Regions from separate parts of the Drosophila melanogaster genome. Here region 2 is linked to region 1. A link is a contact called in public HiChIP or PLAC-seq data. All regions are on one chromosome and are shown on one strand. The core of a region is the stretch at or near the end of the contact, and the rest is flanking DNA. Distances in the headings are between cores, read along the strand shown.

Region 1 (7,197 bases), core at 3,162-5,661:
TCTAACCAGTTGATCAACTGTGATTTTTGGTGGAAAGGTCCGAAATGGCTAGCAGACCCAAAAGAACTTTGGCCTCGGCAGCAGTCTGTAGAAGAACCTGTCTTAATAAATACGGTATTAAATGACAAAATAGATGATCCTATTTACGAATTAATAGAAAGGTATTCCAGTATAGAAAAACTTATACGTATAATAGCATACATAAATAGATTCGTGCAGATGAAAACAAGAAATAAAGCCTATTCATCAATTATTTCAGTAAAGGAGATAAGAATAGCGGAAACAGTTGTTATTAAGAAACAACAAGAATACCAGTTTAGGCAAGAGATAAAGTGCCTTAAAATCAAAAAGGAAATCAAGACAAATAATAAAATATTGTCATTGAATCCATTTTTGGACAAGGATGGGGTTCTAAGAGTTGGAGGAAGATTGCAAAATTCCAATGCAGAATTTAATGTTAAACATCCAATCATTTTAGAAAAATGCCACCTAACAAGCTTATTAATAAAAAATGCTCATAAGGAAACATTGCATGGAGGGATAAACCTAATGCGAAACTATATCCAAAGAAAGTATTGGATTTTCGGGTTGAAAAATTCGTTGAAAAAGTATTTAAGAGAATGTGTAACGTGTGCAAGGTATAAACAAAATACAGCTCAGCAAATAATGGGTAACTTGCCAAAATATAGAGTGACGATGACATTCCCGTTTCTTAATACTGGAATAGATTACGCAGGTCCTTATTATGTTAAATGTTCAAAAAATCGTGGCCAAAAAACATTTAAAGGATACGTTGCTGTATTCGTTTGCATGGCCACCAAAGCCATACACTTAGAAATGGTAAGCGATCTAACTTCAGACGCATTTTTAGCAGCACTCAGAAGATTTATTGCTAGACGGGGAAAATGTTCCAATATCTATTCAGACAACGGAACAAATTTTGTAGGAGCTGCAAGAAAATTAGATCAAGAGTTATTTAATGCAATACAAGAAAATATAACGATTGCAGCGCAGCTTGAAAAGGACAGGATTGATTGGCATTTTATTCCCCCGGCAGGACCTCACTTCGGAGGTATTTGGGAAGCTGGAGTTAAGTCAATGAAATACCATTTAAAGCGTATAATCGGCGACACTATTTTGACTTACGAAGAAATGTCAACTCTTTTATGTCAAATAGAAGCATGCTTAAATTCAAGGCCATTATACACTATAGTTAGTGAGAAGGACCAACAAGAAGTTTTAACACCAGGTCATTTTTTAATTGGAAGACCACCTTTAGAAATAGTCGAACCAATGGAAGATGAAAAAATCGGAAATTTGGATAGGTGGAGACTTATCCAAAAAATGAAGAAAGATTTCTGGGTTAAGTGGAAAAGTGAATATTTGCATACGCTCCAGCAAAGGAATAAATGGAAAAAGGAAATTCCTAATATAGAAGAAGGGCAAATAGTTTTATTAAAGGATGAGAATTGTCATCCTGCAAGATGGCCTTTAGGAAAGGTGGAAAAGGTGCATAAGGGGAATGATGATAAGGTCCGAGTGGCTAAAGTAAAGATGCAGGAAGGATATATCACTAGACCCATTACTAAAATTTGTCCCTTGGAAGGAATAAAGTCTGTTGACAAAAATGAGGCTGACCAAGAGCCAAAAAGACGAACTAGAGCGACATCGGGAATGTCCAAGATCGGAATCATTATGGCAATGTTGTTGTTTGTGTTAAGTTGTCAAGTTTCTAGCGCATTACCTAAAGATATAGCACCAAGATATTCTATAGACAAAATAAATAAAACCTCAGCAATATATCTAGACCCGCTAGGAGATGTTGAGATTGTGAGTACTTCTTGGAATTTGGTTATCTATTATAAAATGGATCCATATTTTAAAATGTTAACAAAGGGTAATGCGCTTATACAAAGTATGAGGAAAGTTTGCGAAAGACTTCATAGCTTTGAAGAGCAATGTAGTCTAGTCTTAGATAATATGCAAAGTCAGTTATCGGAACTTGAAGAAAACAATAAATTGTTTATGATACAGTCTAGATCTAGAAGCAAGCGTGCTCCTTTCGAATTTATGGGTTCCTTGTATCATATTTTATTTGGTATAATGGATGAAGATGATAGAGAGCAATTAGAAGAAAATATGAAGAATTTGTTAGATAACCAGAACAACCTTGATAAACTAATTCAAAAACAAACATCTGTGGTTGATTCAACTTCTAATCTATTAAAGAGAACAACAGAAGATGTTAACTCCAATTTTAGAAGTATGCAAATAAGAATTGAGAACATGACAGAAGTTCTTAAAGAAAATTATTATGTTTATAAGGAATCAATAAAATTCTTTATGATTACGAAACAGCTACACTCATTGATTGAAGAAGGCGAAAAAATTCAAGCAGGCATTATAAGCCTGTTGATTGATATTAATCACGGTAGGCTAAATACAAATATTCTCAGGCCAAATCAGCTTAAAAAAGAAATTGCCAAAATTCAGCAGAGTCTTTCGGAGAACCTAGTAATTCCAGGAAAACGGTCAGGTACGGAACTTAAGGAGGTGTATACACTGTTAACAGCCAGGGGTTTATTCATCGACGATAAATTGATCATTAGTGCAAAAGTGCCTCTGTTTAGCAGGCATCCATCCAAATTGTTCAGGCTTATTCCGGTGCCAATTCGAAATGAAGATCGGATAATAATGGTGCATACAACGTCCGAATATTTAATTTATAATTTTGAGATAGATTCCTATCACATAATGACGGAAGCCACATTAAATCAATGTCAGAAATGGCAACTAAATAAGAGAATATGCAAAGGAAGTTGGCCCTGGAATTCAGCGAATGATAATGCATGTGAGATTCAGCCTCTAAAGCCAGATAAAGCGGCGAACTGCATCTATAAAACAGTAGTCGACTCTAAAAGTTACTGGGTAGAGTTAGAAAAGAAAAGTAGTTGGTTGTTTAAGGTTCCTGCGAATTCAAAAGTCCGTCTGCAATGTACTGGCTCTCAAATTGAATTGTTTGATTTGCCTCAGCAAGGAGTTTTAAGCATTGCGCCATATTGTACGGCAAGAACCGACGATAAAATTCTAGTTGCCCACCATAACATTCAGTCCGAAAGTGAAGAATTATTATCAACACCTTATATAGGAGAAGTTAGTGAAGCGCCGAAGATTATTTGGGATCCGCTGAAACTATCAATATTAAATCATACTGAGGAATTTGAACGATTGAATAATGAAATTAAATTTATGAAAGAGAACCATCAAAAATTGAAAGATTTACATTTCCATCATATTTCCGGACATGCTGGATTAATTATTGCTTTAATACTAATGATAGTATTAATAATATATTTCATACGGAAATGTGCTGTGCAACAAAGAATGCAAGCAATAACCTTTGCAGGTCCGTTGCCAGTACTATAAATATCAATAGTAAATAAACAATAAAATAATATAACAAATAAAAATATACAGTCCACTATATCGTTGTTTAATAGAAAATGTACTTCTACATAGAAAAAGCAAAATGTTTAAAATAAGTTAATTGAGTACAAATTGTTGAATTAAAAATAATATAAACCATAATTGTAATCCAATAAAATTAAAAGCCAGAAAAACTAGGCCCATTGAAATCTTAGTTGCAAAATAAATGAACATATATCAAATAAATACAGTCCACTACTGTTATAAATGCAACTAATATACTAATGTACATCTCAGCTTGCTGGCCCTTTGGCAGAATGTTCACACATGAACACGAATATATTTAAAGACTTACAATTTTGGGCTCCGTTCATATCTTATGTAAATGAATCGAGAGCGATAAATTATATTTAGGATTTTGTTATCTAAGGCGACATGGGTGCATTGCTCAAAAACATGTAATTTAAGTGCACACTACATGAGTCAGTCACTTGAGATCGTTCCCCGCCTCCTAAAATAGTCCCTTAGTGGGAGACCACAGATAAGGTCCTCGCCGCTCAAGATAGGCAGATGTGCCCGAGCGTGGGACCTCGATAAGGCGGGGACTATTTACTTAGGCCTCTGCGTAGGCCATTTACTTTAAGATGCGATTCTCATGTCACCTATTTAAACCGAAGATATTTCCAAATAAAATCAGTTTCTTACAAAAACTCAACGAGTAAAGTCTTCTTATTTGGGATTTTACATTACTTTTTATATGGTGGAATACCATAATTTGCAAAAGATCCTAGATAGGAAGTTACGGGAATGCGTTTTCCAGTGCAGTGCCATCACTCCACAATAGCTTCGAGTTGCCAGTCAGGTGCGGGATGTTTCGTCCAGGTTCCGCGGACGAATGTAACTCGATGCCCGAATGCATGGACACAGTTGGGACAAGAAATACACCGAAATATCACGGGAAACGGAATAGAAAACAGACTTTCGGACAGAGAGTGGGCCATACGAAAAATCAACCAGACGACGGACTGACCGCAGGGTATGAATTTTATGCGGTTTTGGAGTTGCAACATCATCATCACCTGGGGCTGTCGTGTAATTGCGGATTTTAATTTTTAAGCAGCGCTCTTTATTCCTGAATTTATGCGCTTGCATTATGAATGGAACGCATATGCCACGGAATAGCTTTGGGAATAGGATTTTTAATTAGTTCGCCGCATTTCGAATTCTCATTTTTTTTTGTGTGAAGCTCCGGGTAGCTGGAAGCTAGGAGCTGAAAATGTTCAATCAGTAGTCTGCTGCTGGCTGCTGGAAAGTGTTGAAAACCGCCTCATAACCATCGTCGCCATCAACATAATCATTATCCTGCAGTCCATAAACTGTTGCCGTCGTTTCCGCCTCGTGTGTGCCATATAAATAAATATAATCGTGAAACAAGGCTAAGAAAGGGCGCTGGTAGGCAACTTAAATGCTGCGGAATTTTAATAGTTCACGTAAATGGTTTTTGTGGCGTTGGTAATGTTTATTAACCAACTTAGACGCCCGGGAACTTGGCAGCAGCTCCCGAGTTCCGTTCCGCAGCTCCCTGCTCCCTGCTCTCGGCTCCCGGCACCCGGCTCCGTTTCTGGTCCTCCAGTGGAGCGTGTTTAATGCTCACTTAAGTTGCGTTTATACAAATTTCTTCGCCCCCAACCTCCAGCCATATCCTTTTGTTCTTAGTCCTGTCCGGTGCCTGCGAACTTCCTTGGATATCCCTCGGCTCTTTGGGCAGAAAGTTTTGTGTGGAGTGGCTTTAGGTATCCTGGAGGACTTTCCCCTTTGCTGCTGCTCCTGCGTAAAGTAGATTCATTTGTGCCTTCTAAATGCTTTGTTGTTTACATTCCTGGAAGTTTGGTGTCTCACGTCGTTGGCACGCTCGCCGTATCACAGTATCCTTACCGAGCCATTCAGCTGGAAGAGTGCTGAAAAGGGCTTTGGTTTATCCCAAAACGGCTGCTGATAGAGATTATGATTTAAGGTTGGATACAGAATCGGGAATTTAAGTTAATATCTAAACGTATAATTTGCTTTCAATATAACTGATACTATTAGTCGAAATGTTTTTTTTTAATTTATTCTCCAATCACTTTGTTCTCATATCAGATGTTGTTTATTAGCTACTCAAAAAAAAAAATGAGTAAAGAAAATTGGGTTTCCTTCACACGGGTTGTCCTTATCAGCTAGCAACTAACATTAATACACTGAAGTATGTCTATATCTGTATATCTGTATCTGTATATGTATTTGTGTTCGTTTATGTGTAGTCGTAAAACTATCGAATAGTTTTGGCAGGCAAACCAAATTGCCCCAACTGTACACGACTCTTTCTAGCTTCAACAACAATTTGACTAAGCTGCTATAAAAAAATTAATATAGATTACATAAGGAAATGTGCGTGGTGTATTTGTGTGCTGTGTTATGTAAGTGTGTGTGTGTGTGTGTGTGTTTGTGTTTGTGTTTGTGTGTGTGTGTATGTGTATGTACAAGTTAAAAAACATGAATATTGGGTATGATGGTCGATCGGTAATAAACACCATTTAAGGATTGGGTTGAGCAGCTTCTCTAATCCTCGTCCCCTCTTCTTCAATATCCTGCTAGTTTGTCCGATTTACATCGGCCTAATCCGCATATAGTTAGTTTTATCCTTAGGGCTTTGTCCTCTTCGTTAACAATTTTCCTATTTACAGTTTACAACTCAAACTTGATCAATTTGCTTTGTCTTTTGCTTAGCATTAGTGATATATTTCGCTTGCGATTTTTAGGGGGGCATTTACTTGCCTATACAACAACAATAATATCGATTCTATCCAAATGTGAAAACAAAAATTCGCTTGAAATTTCCTCACTTTCGTTTTTATAATTCTTAATAAACATCATCAGTCTTGAACTTAGTTTAGGTTTCCTTCACTTTTGCCCCTCATCCTCGACTCTCTTTCTGTTGTTAACTTAAGCAAATGTTATGATGGGTCTCATTTTTTGAAAAGTTGTGACCTTGTGTCTTTTTTTTTTGCGAATGGAAGTGTAAAATTGGGATATATGGAAGGGATGATAGGGGAGGACGGGACGGGTCATTCGGGTCGGGTCGGGTCGGGTCGGGACGGGACTGACTACAATCCAAGTTCGAAGGCACAATTTCAAAAGATTTCTCTCCCAACTCCGCGACTAACTAACGCCTCTTCTATACACTAGCCATACTAGTAAGCTCTGCTTCTGTCTTAGATTTCGATGCATTCTGACGGAAGATCTTTACAAGGGACCAAACTCAATGGGATATTACAAACGTTATAAAAGCATTGTTAACTTACATGTATTACTCAGTTGAGTAATATTTAACAACGCTCTAAAAACAAACTACAAATGCCATCGAATTGCAATCAAAAACAGTGCCTCGCTACGTATGGGGTTTGGATGGGAACTCTGGACATATATAGTAACTAAACTCAGAGACAAGTGATCCTCTGCGCAACAGAGACTCAGGGATTAGAGGACGGGTTCTGGGTTCTCCATTTTGGGATCGGAGTCCGGTTCGGATTCGGATTGTGAAACGCACGGCATCCGCTGGCCTCCTCACACGAAAAACTCCTCGTTGCCAATGTTGCTGCCCGATGCTTCAACCAGTTGCCAGGGCCAGGACCATCCGCCTCCTCCGCCCCCGAGAAGTGTGAATCACCGCTCCGTGGAGTGGGTGGTGCCCAATCCGCTGCTGCTGCTCCCAGAACCGGAAGCGGAATTCAA
Region 2 (7,197 bases), core at 1,691-4,190, 62 kb after region 1:
TAATGAGCTCCACTGTACCCCCCATTTGATTCAAATATCTCGCATTTCAGCGGCAGAGGTTCGTGACTTTTTTGGACGTCGAATGGAGGGCTCCATGTCATATCCGCATAATTAATTTGCATTTGGGCTACAATTTCGCAGATCCGCGTAATTTGAGGCGACTCACTTGCAACATCTATGAAAAGAATGGACTGAGTGATTGGAAAGCACAGAGAAATTGGGCTAGCACACTCATTCAATTTGGCTCGAATAATAACTAGCATATTAAATGTTTGCCATTACTTGGCAAAATATTTCTTGTGCCTTCCACATCACATAATGGATGGTGTTGGATTTTAAACAATGACATTGCGTAAGTAAATACTGCATCACATGAAACGGACAATATTCGTGTTACTGTTTATATAAGTATTAATACATTCTGATTCCATAACTTCCCCATTTGAAATGATTTGACCAAGCACAGATAATGATGACAACCCTGTCATCGGTCATCGGGAAAAAAAAGAAATGAAACGAAACATAACAAAACGAATGGTTAAGCCAAAGAGCAAATATTGTTCAAAACGAGAAAAAAACCCATTGGATGAAAGAGCGGGAAGGAGGAAAATGTTTATGGAGGTGGGATGGATATCATCAACCTGAGAGGTGTCCAACCAGAGTTCTAATCAAAATATCGAACGCTGGTTGCGAAATGCGAAAATGGGAAAAAACTGAAGTCGATGAAGATGGCATAGTGAAAGGACGCCCAAAAGCAAAACGAAACGAAACAAAGCAGAGCTGAGCCACAAAAAAAAGTAGCAACTAAATTTGTGGAACCGTTATTATCATGTCGTGTTCGCCCCATCTCCCTCTCCACCTCTTGCTATCTCTCTTGCACTGTATCTGCCTCTGTCTTTTGACCAGGTCGATTATGAAAGATTCATTTTGCATTAGTGATTGTGCTTTTTGGTGCGGTGTTTAGCTATTTGTTTGTATTAAAAACCATCGTTTTACCATTTTGTAGCTTTTACACATTTTTTCTTTTTTGGTCTTTCCTGTTCGGCGATTCGATTCGTTTGCATTAATCCAATTTGTTGTTGCTGCCGGCGAGTTGTTGTTATTCAGTGAGTGAGAAGGTGTTTATGTGTGTGCCTAAGTGCGGGTGCTAATTCAATTAACGGCATTAAACGAGGCAGCTCACTAATATCGATATTTCAGCATAATTGTCTATCGAACTAATTTTATTGAATCGAGTAAAACTCGTGACAAATACATTTTACTTTTAATACACCAAATAAAAGAATTTGTCTATTGATTAAAGAGCAAAAATATTCCTTATTAATCGTCTGCGACCTACGAGGAACTTTCGTGGGAGTAAGCCAAAATATAGTTAAATACGAAATAAACAAGCTTGAGGAGGTATTTACATATTTCCCCAAAAAATTAGTGTCTCGTGTTAAGTGCTCATGTTCCCCCGGCAAGCGGAAAGAATAAAATATAATAAAATAGTAGTTGGTACAGTCTTAAATAAAGAAAAATAAAACCGAGCAGAATCGAGAGCGAAAGGCAGCTTTCCTGCCGTTGCTCGACCGAGCAAAGTGCAATGCCAACCGCATTTTTATTTATTTTTCATGGCGCCCAGCATATTTACATACATACCTAGAAAGATATGCGCATGGCCCCCGTTCATTTTCCTCCTTCTCCGCCTCGTTCATCGTTCTTTTCTTTATAGCTCATTATGTCAGTCTGAATGGTCGGTCACCAACTATTGGAAATGACTTTTTGCGCCCCTTCCCAAACGCTTTTTCCTCAAATCGCCAACAAATGGATCAGTGGAGCACCATGGGAAAAGTAGAAAACTGAACTGAGGATGACAATTAACTATTTCTATGTTCTGCAACTTTCGATTTTACTTTTGAAAAGGAAAGAACGGACAAGAGAGAGAGCAAGTGTGAAATGCGATCAGAAGTGGAATTAGTAGAGGCGTGCAAGGCCCGTGTACTACATTTCTAGCCCTCCTCTTTCTTGGGTGTAATTTCAAATGAATTAATAACAATTTTACAAGGAATCGATACGATTCTCTTTCGCATTTCCTTTTTTACACTGTGTGCAATAACAAAAGGGTTCCTTTCTCTCGTAAAACATAAAAAGCATTCAACAATTGGAAAACGGCTGCGCCTGCGCCATCTCGCTCGCACCCACGCAAACGGAAGGCCAAAGAGAGAACATTTCACTTATTTGACTTACCTCCTCCTTCTCCTTTGACCACTTTCCAGAGAGCCAGAGAACAGCTGCCTGGTCGATCCTCCTCTCTTCTGGTGCGTGTGCGCAACAACAAGAAGATATGGAATACTGGAAGCCTGTGCTGCTGCTTCTTCCTTTTCTTCTCTTTTGATGCTGCTCTTTAGTTGTTGTTTCTGCTGGGAATCCGGTTTTTTTTTCAATTTCTTTCAACTTGCTATTTATTATTTCTTCTTTCTTATTCGCCTCTCCTCTCTTTCTCTAGTTGTTGTATTTTCCAAAATTCAAACAGCACACATCCATCCACTCGAAAAAAATGTATTGACTTCGGTATTACAACAAAAAGCGGCACTTAAATTATTCCCTTCTGGGTTTCTTCTCGTATCAAACGATTGATCGTCGAGATAAAAAATGATTATAAACATTCACCAACACACGAGCGCGCTCGAAAGAGAGAGCGATAATAAGCACGTGAAAACGGAGCCTCCTTTTGCTAGCTTCTATCCTTCTATCCTCTTTGTCCTTGGGGCGAGCCACTAGTTTCAAAACTCCTGCATTTTCGCGGTCATCAAATATTCCGGCGGGTACAATCACCACAAATCGAGAATCAAATACTGGCAAATGGTCAGCACAATCGCAAGTCCCGAATCGTAAATCGCAAATTTCAGCCACGGAGCGACGCACAACCGCGCGCATTAAAAAATTTTGTCGACTGAAGCCAGACGTGTTTTTCGTTGTGACGGCACCGGTTTTCTGCCGCTGCAGTCGAACATCGAACGCGTTCGAACTTGGCAACATGTTCGAAGTCGTGTGTTTGCCGACTTTTGCTGGGCAAGCAACCCGATGGTGTTGTCCAATCGAACACCTTGGCGCTAGGAAATAATCATATCGAGAGAAAAATCGAGTTTATACTTTGTCTATATATTTTTGTAACAAAAGAGATTTTGCTGCCAGATGAACCGCTTTGTATAAAATAAGCAGCCATATCATCTGTAATCCGTATCATCTGTAGTTTGCAGAGCAACCAGTGTTATGACAGCTTGAAAAGCGACAGATAGCCAGGAGTTCGATAGCCGTCGTGCCATCACTCTGCTCCAAGCGCCTTGTTGTTGCTCGTCGCAACGGCAGACGCGTGCGCAGGCGTAGCGGCCGGTTTCAAGCGCAACAGTTTGGTTAGTGCGGAGTGGTCGGGAGTCGCGAGGCGACGAACATGTTCGCTGCTCTGGGAATCTATGTATGTTAAGTTAACATTTGATTTTGGCCACAGCTATTAATTATTGGCCAAGGCACAATGCAACAAATCGAAAACAAATAGTTCGATATATGAACATGCCTATAATGGATATGACTTCAGAATGGGGGTGCGAGCGGGATGGCGCTAGCTTCGAGTGCGTAGCGAGAATTTTAATTAGTTTGATCATTTTTTTTTTTAAGCAAAAGTATTTTTCATTTGATGTTCATTCTCGATCCAAGTGAACGCAATGATTAAATTACACCGTAATCACCAAACCGATGCGTCAATATACACGATATATAGTGTTTCTACAACTTTGAGGGTATATAATATGCGGATTGAATATTCTCTCCTTCTCTTCGCCTTTTGCACTTGACTTTGAAACACTACGCGTACTGGTTTCCATAAATGTTGTGTAATTAAGCGCGCATTGCATCCCAATTGGCTGTTAAATTTGAATGCGGCTGAAACGAGACTACAACACTGTTCGCCGACCTTCGAGGGGAGGCCCCAGCACCAACTGCTGCCCCCCAAGGTCAAGGTCAACCTGGCCAACCGCCAATAGCTTCGTTTTGCGTATGGAGTTCTTTGTTGCGTTTTTGTTTGACCTGCTCTTCACTTGAGCAGCCTCAAGTGTGTAAAGCAAAAGTGCGCAATGTCGAGCATCAACGTTTTGGAAGCAAGTTTCGATATATGCTTGAACGTATGTACATATGTACCATCTATACTCTATATTTGCCAATCGCTTGTTAGCCACTAAATGTTTTGCTCGCCAACTTTCGTTTCACTTTAATTCACTTTCCCGATCAGTCATCAGATCCAAAGAACATATTTCAACATATTAATGTTGATTTCCCTCTCGCATGTCCCACGTTAAGTGGAGCCCAAAATGTCAATAATATTTGCCAGTTAGTCACTGGATGAGCGCCAAAGCCTCAGGCAAGTGAGCCCTACACAGCCTGGGTCCTTTGCTTTTGGCCAGGTGAAAATTTAGAAAGATCATTATGCCGGCAATTACCTTTATGAGGATGTCGCTTTTTCGCTCTCGCTCTCGCTCTCGCTCTCGCTTTCCTATTAATCCTTATCTGCACTTTGCAAGCCCTTCATTGACAGTTATAATTACTTTAATGATGATTTCAGCTTCAGTTGACTTGCGGTGGAAAATGAGGGGAAACGTGGGCAAAATCGCGTGGAAATTCGAGGGGCGAAATGGGAATGGGTGCTGCAGTGTCTTTGTTTGTGAGCGCTTAAAATGCAATTATGCATTTCGGATCGAAAAGTGGCAGCAGGACTTTCGTTGGCTGGCTGAAAAATAAATTAAATTGCAATGCGCTGGCAAATCGAATTAAACAGTGTAAAAAGAACAACAAGTGCCACGCAAACATGCAAAACAAAAACAAAAGCAAAAATGCGGAAAACAAAAGGACATTGCTGGAACACCAAGCTTTTCCCCGGTGGCAGAGCCATCCAATTGAATATATTAATGCAAATTAACCCATTAATGTCTGCCAATTTCAGGCAGCAAAGGGGACTTAATCTGAAAAGAGCTGGAAGAAGCAAACTGACCATTATCCCAAGGGAACTCGGGGCTGAGAAAATTAAAGCTGTTCCGCACATCGCATGTAGTTGTATTTTATTTCGGGCAGCCAATTCAATTGCAGTAAATAAAAGCCTGGTGTTTAACTCGGAATCCTTTTACTCAAGTATCACTTTGGTTTTTTCCTAGAATTTTCCAGCTCTCTCTCTCTCTCTCTCATCCTGCTGTAATTGCCCAGCCCGGGAATGGCTGTGGAAAAGGAATGCGTCTCTACGCGAAATCCCTTGGCACGATGCCTACAATTATTCAATTAAAAAAATGTCACCCACTGTTGTGCCGCCCACAACTTTTGGCCAAGCAAATTTAGAGGGGTTACGAATGGGCGTGGCTGACAACAATGTTGGCAGCTGCATGGAAAACTTGGGAAACTTTTTAAGTGACTTCTAATAGCGAATTATAATGCAGCCAGCGGAGAGGATAAGACAAGGGTTAAGGAAAATGGTCCGAGAAGGCGGCCGCTTTTCAATGCACGGCAATGGGCGGCATAAGTGGGCGTGGAAATAGAGGAGCTGCGAAAAGTTCAGGTCTAAAACTTGACAACGACAACTTCATTGAGGAGTGGCAAGGCAAGTGCGGGTGGAAAATAAGTGGCAAAGTCGGGGGATGTGGAAACCGCACACATGTCGCAGCGATAGACCGAGCTGGAAGATGCACTAGCCTAAGACCGGAAGTGTGGGAGAAATTTTAACAAAGTTAGTTAGTTTCTTCCTTCCTGGCTGACTTGCTGCTCTGCTCGACTCTCAGATACACTAAATTCATATATCACGACGACTTCAAGGTATCTTATTGCATTTTGTTCGCAAAACAGCCCCAATGATCGTCAATCTATCAGATATTATTATATTACATAAGACAGCTTTAGTTGCCTACTTCTGTCGTTGAGGAATGATTAAAATTCTAAATTTTGCACGACTTTCTGTTAGTGGATGTGTGATGGCTCTCCCTGGCAATATCGTCTTCATTTTACCCCAAAATCTACGCTTCCCCGATTTCGGAGACCGCAAAAAGTTGCTCGTTTTAATGAATTATGCGTACATTGATAATAATTTCCTGGTTAGCATCTGAGTCAAGTGCCATCCTCCGTCTCTGTTCGCCCAGTTATGGCCTTTTTGGCAATAACCAGGAGAGCAACACGACCCCGCCCACTTTCCACTTTCCACCTTTCCTTTCCAACCCACCTGAAAAGCTTGAGGGGCGTAGAAGCGTGTTGCTGTCTGCACTAATATAAAAGTTTCGTGCACTTTTAATAAGGCTGCGTTTATGATGACAGCGCTAAAAACAACAAAAACTAAGAAAATGCAAGGATGCTGCGAGGAACGGGCGGGAAATTCCATGGCAATGTGGGCGGAAGTGGGTGATGGAATTCCGCTTTTCTTGCATGAACTGCATATGACGACAGTGTCAAAAAGTCGACGGCGAGGCGAAAAACTTTTTTGGCAGTACGGAAAACAGTGTGGGGGGGGGGGGAGGGTGTTGTTAAAAGAAGGACAAATAAAATGAATCCGAAAGTGGCTAATAGCAAGAAGAAAGCAAAAATTAGGGCTATGCTGGAATTAATTCGATGTAAAGTTTTCCCACAAGGTAGTTATTCATAATTCATATTAAAATATGACAGATTTAAAGGAAATTTGACTTTGAATTTGTGAGCCTGCTATCTACAACTACATACATATAACAATAATTATGACCATTCAAAAATCGATCTAACATTTTCGTAATAATATTTGCAAACTTTTCCCGTTAACTGACGAACTGACGGCCTTTAATGGGGGAAACTCATGTAGTGCTCCTCCTGCGGCTTGCAACTCCTGCCTTTGCGGCCACTCTTCTTCTAATTGAGTTGTTTTCTCTGGTTGTTGCATTTAATCGCATTAAATTTGCCTCAAAGGAGACTGGACCGAGGTCCCTGTACAGTGGAGCATCCTGCCTGCGGACGGATGTGGATGTGGATGTGGCGGACACACGGGGAATGCCACACCATGCCACTTAAAGCCAAGCCCGAATCGGAATTGGAGTCAGTCAATGGTATTTTAATAGAGGCTAATGGGCATTTTAATTGCTGGGCAAGGCCGCAAAATGGGTGGCCACACGTGGGTGGGGTGGGGGGGTGGTGGATGAAGATAGAGAGAAAGAGCAATAAAAG

The links. HiChIP or PLAC-seq counts read pairs in DNA pulled down with a chosen protein or histone mark.
Region 2: a contact with region 1 is called in a Psq HiChIP or PLAC-seq map of the Kc167 cell line, with 2.5 times the contacts expected there. The contact joins the promoter of CG3655 here to the enhancer-like site in region 1. A contact is called at or near these places in 25 of 107 Hi-C or Micro-C datasets (the Kc167 cell line, the S2 cell line, cellular blastoderm embryo and 10 more) and 1 of 6 datasets of contacts at active chromatin or transcription factors (the Kc167 cell line).

Annotation. Positions count from the first base shown.
Region 1 is chrX:1,068,375-1,075,571 of dm6, forward strand. CG3655 reads right to left here. Exons shown (of 5, transcript NM_001103392.2): 5 at 4,667-7,197. The coding sequence ends at 7,129. The region is part of intron 1 of lncRNA:CR44779 (long non-coding RNA:CR44779); the gene reads left to right. Among named protein-coding and RNA genes, the nearest start is that of CG14629, 20 kb to the left of the region's middle. Within about 2 kb of position 4,412, at least 1 of the 39 cell types and tissues checked has an H3K27ac peak or open chromatin away from gene starts, as enhancers often do. A contact at or near this core is called in the Kc167 cell line, where this site is marked.
Region 2 is chrX:1,131,956-1,139,152 of dm6, forward strand. CG3655 reads right to left here and starts at 2,941. Exons shown (of 5, transcript NM_001103392.2): 1 at 2,230-2,941.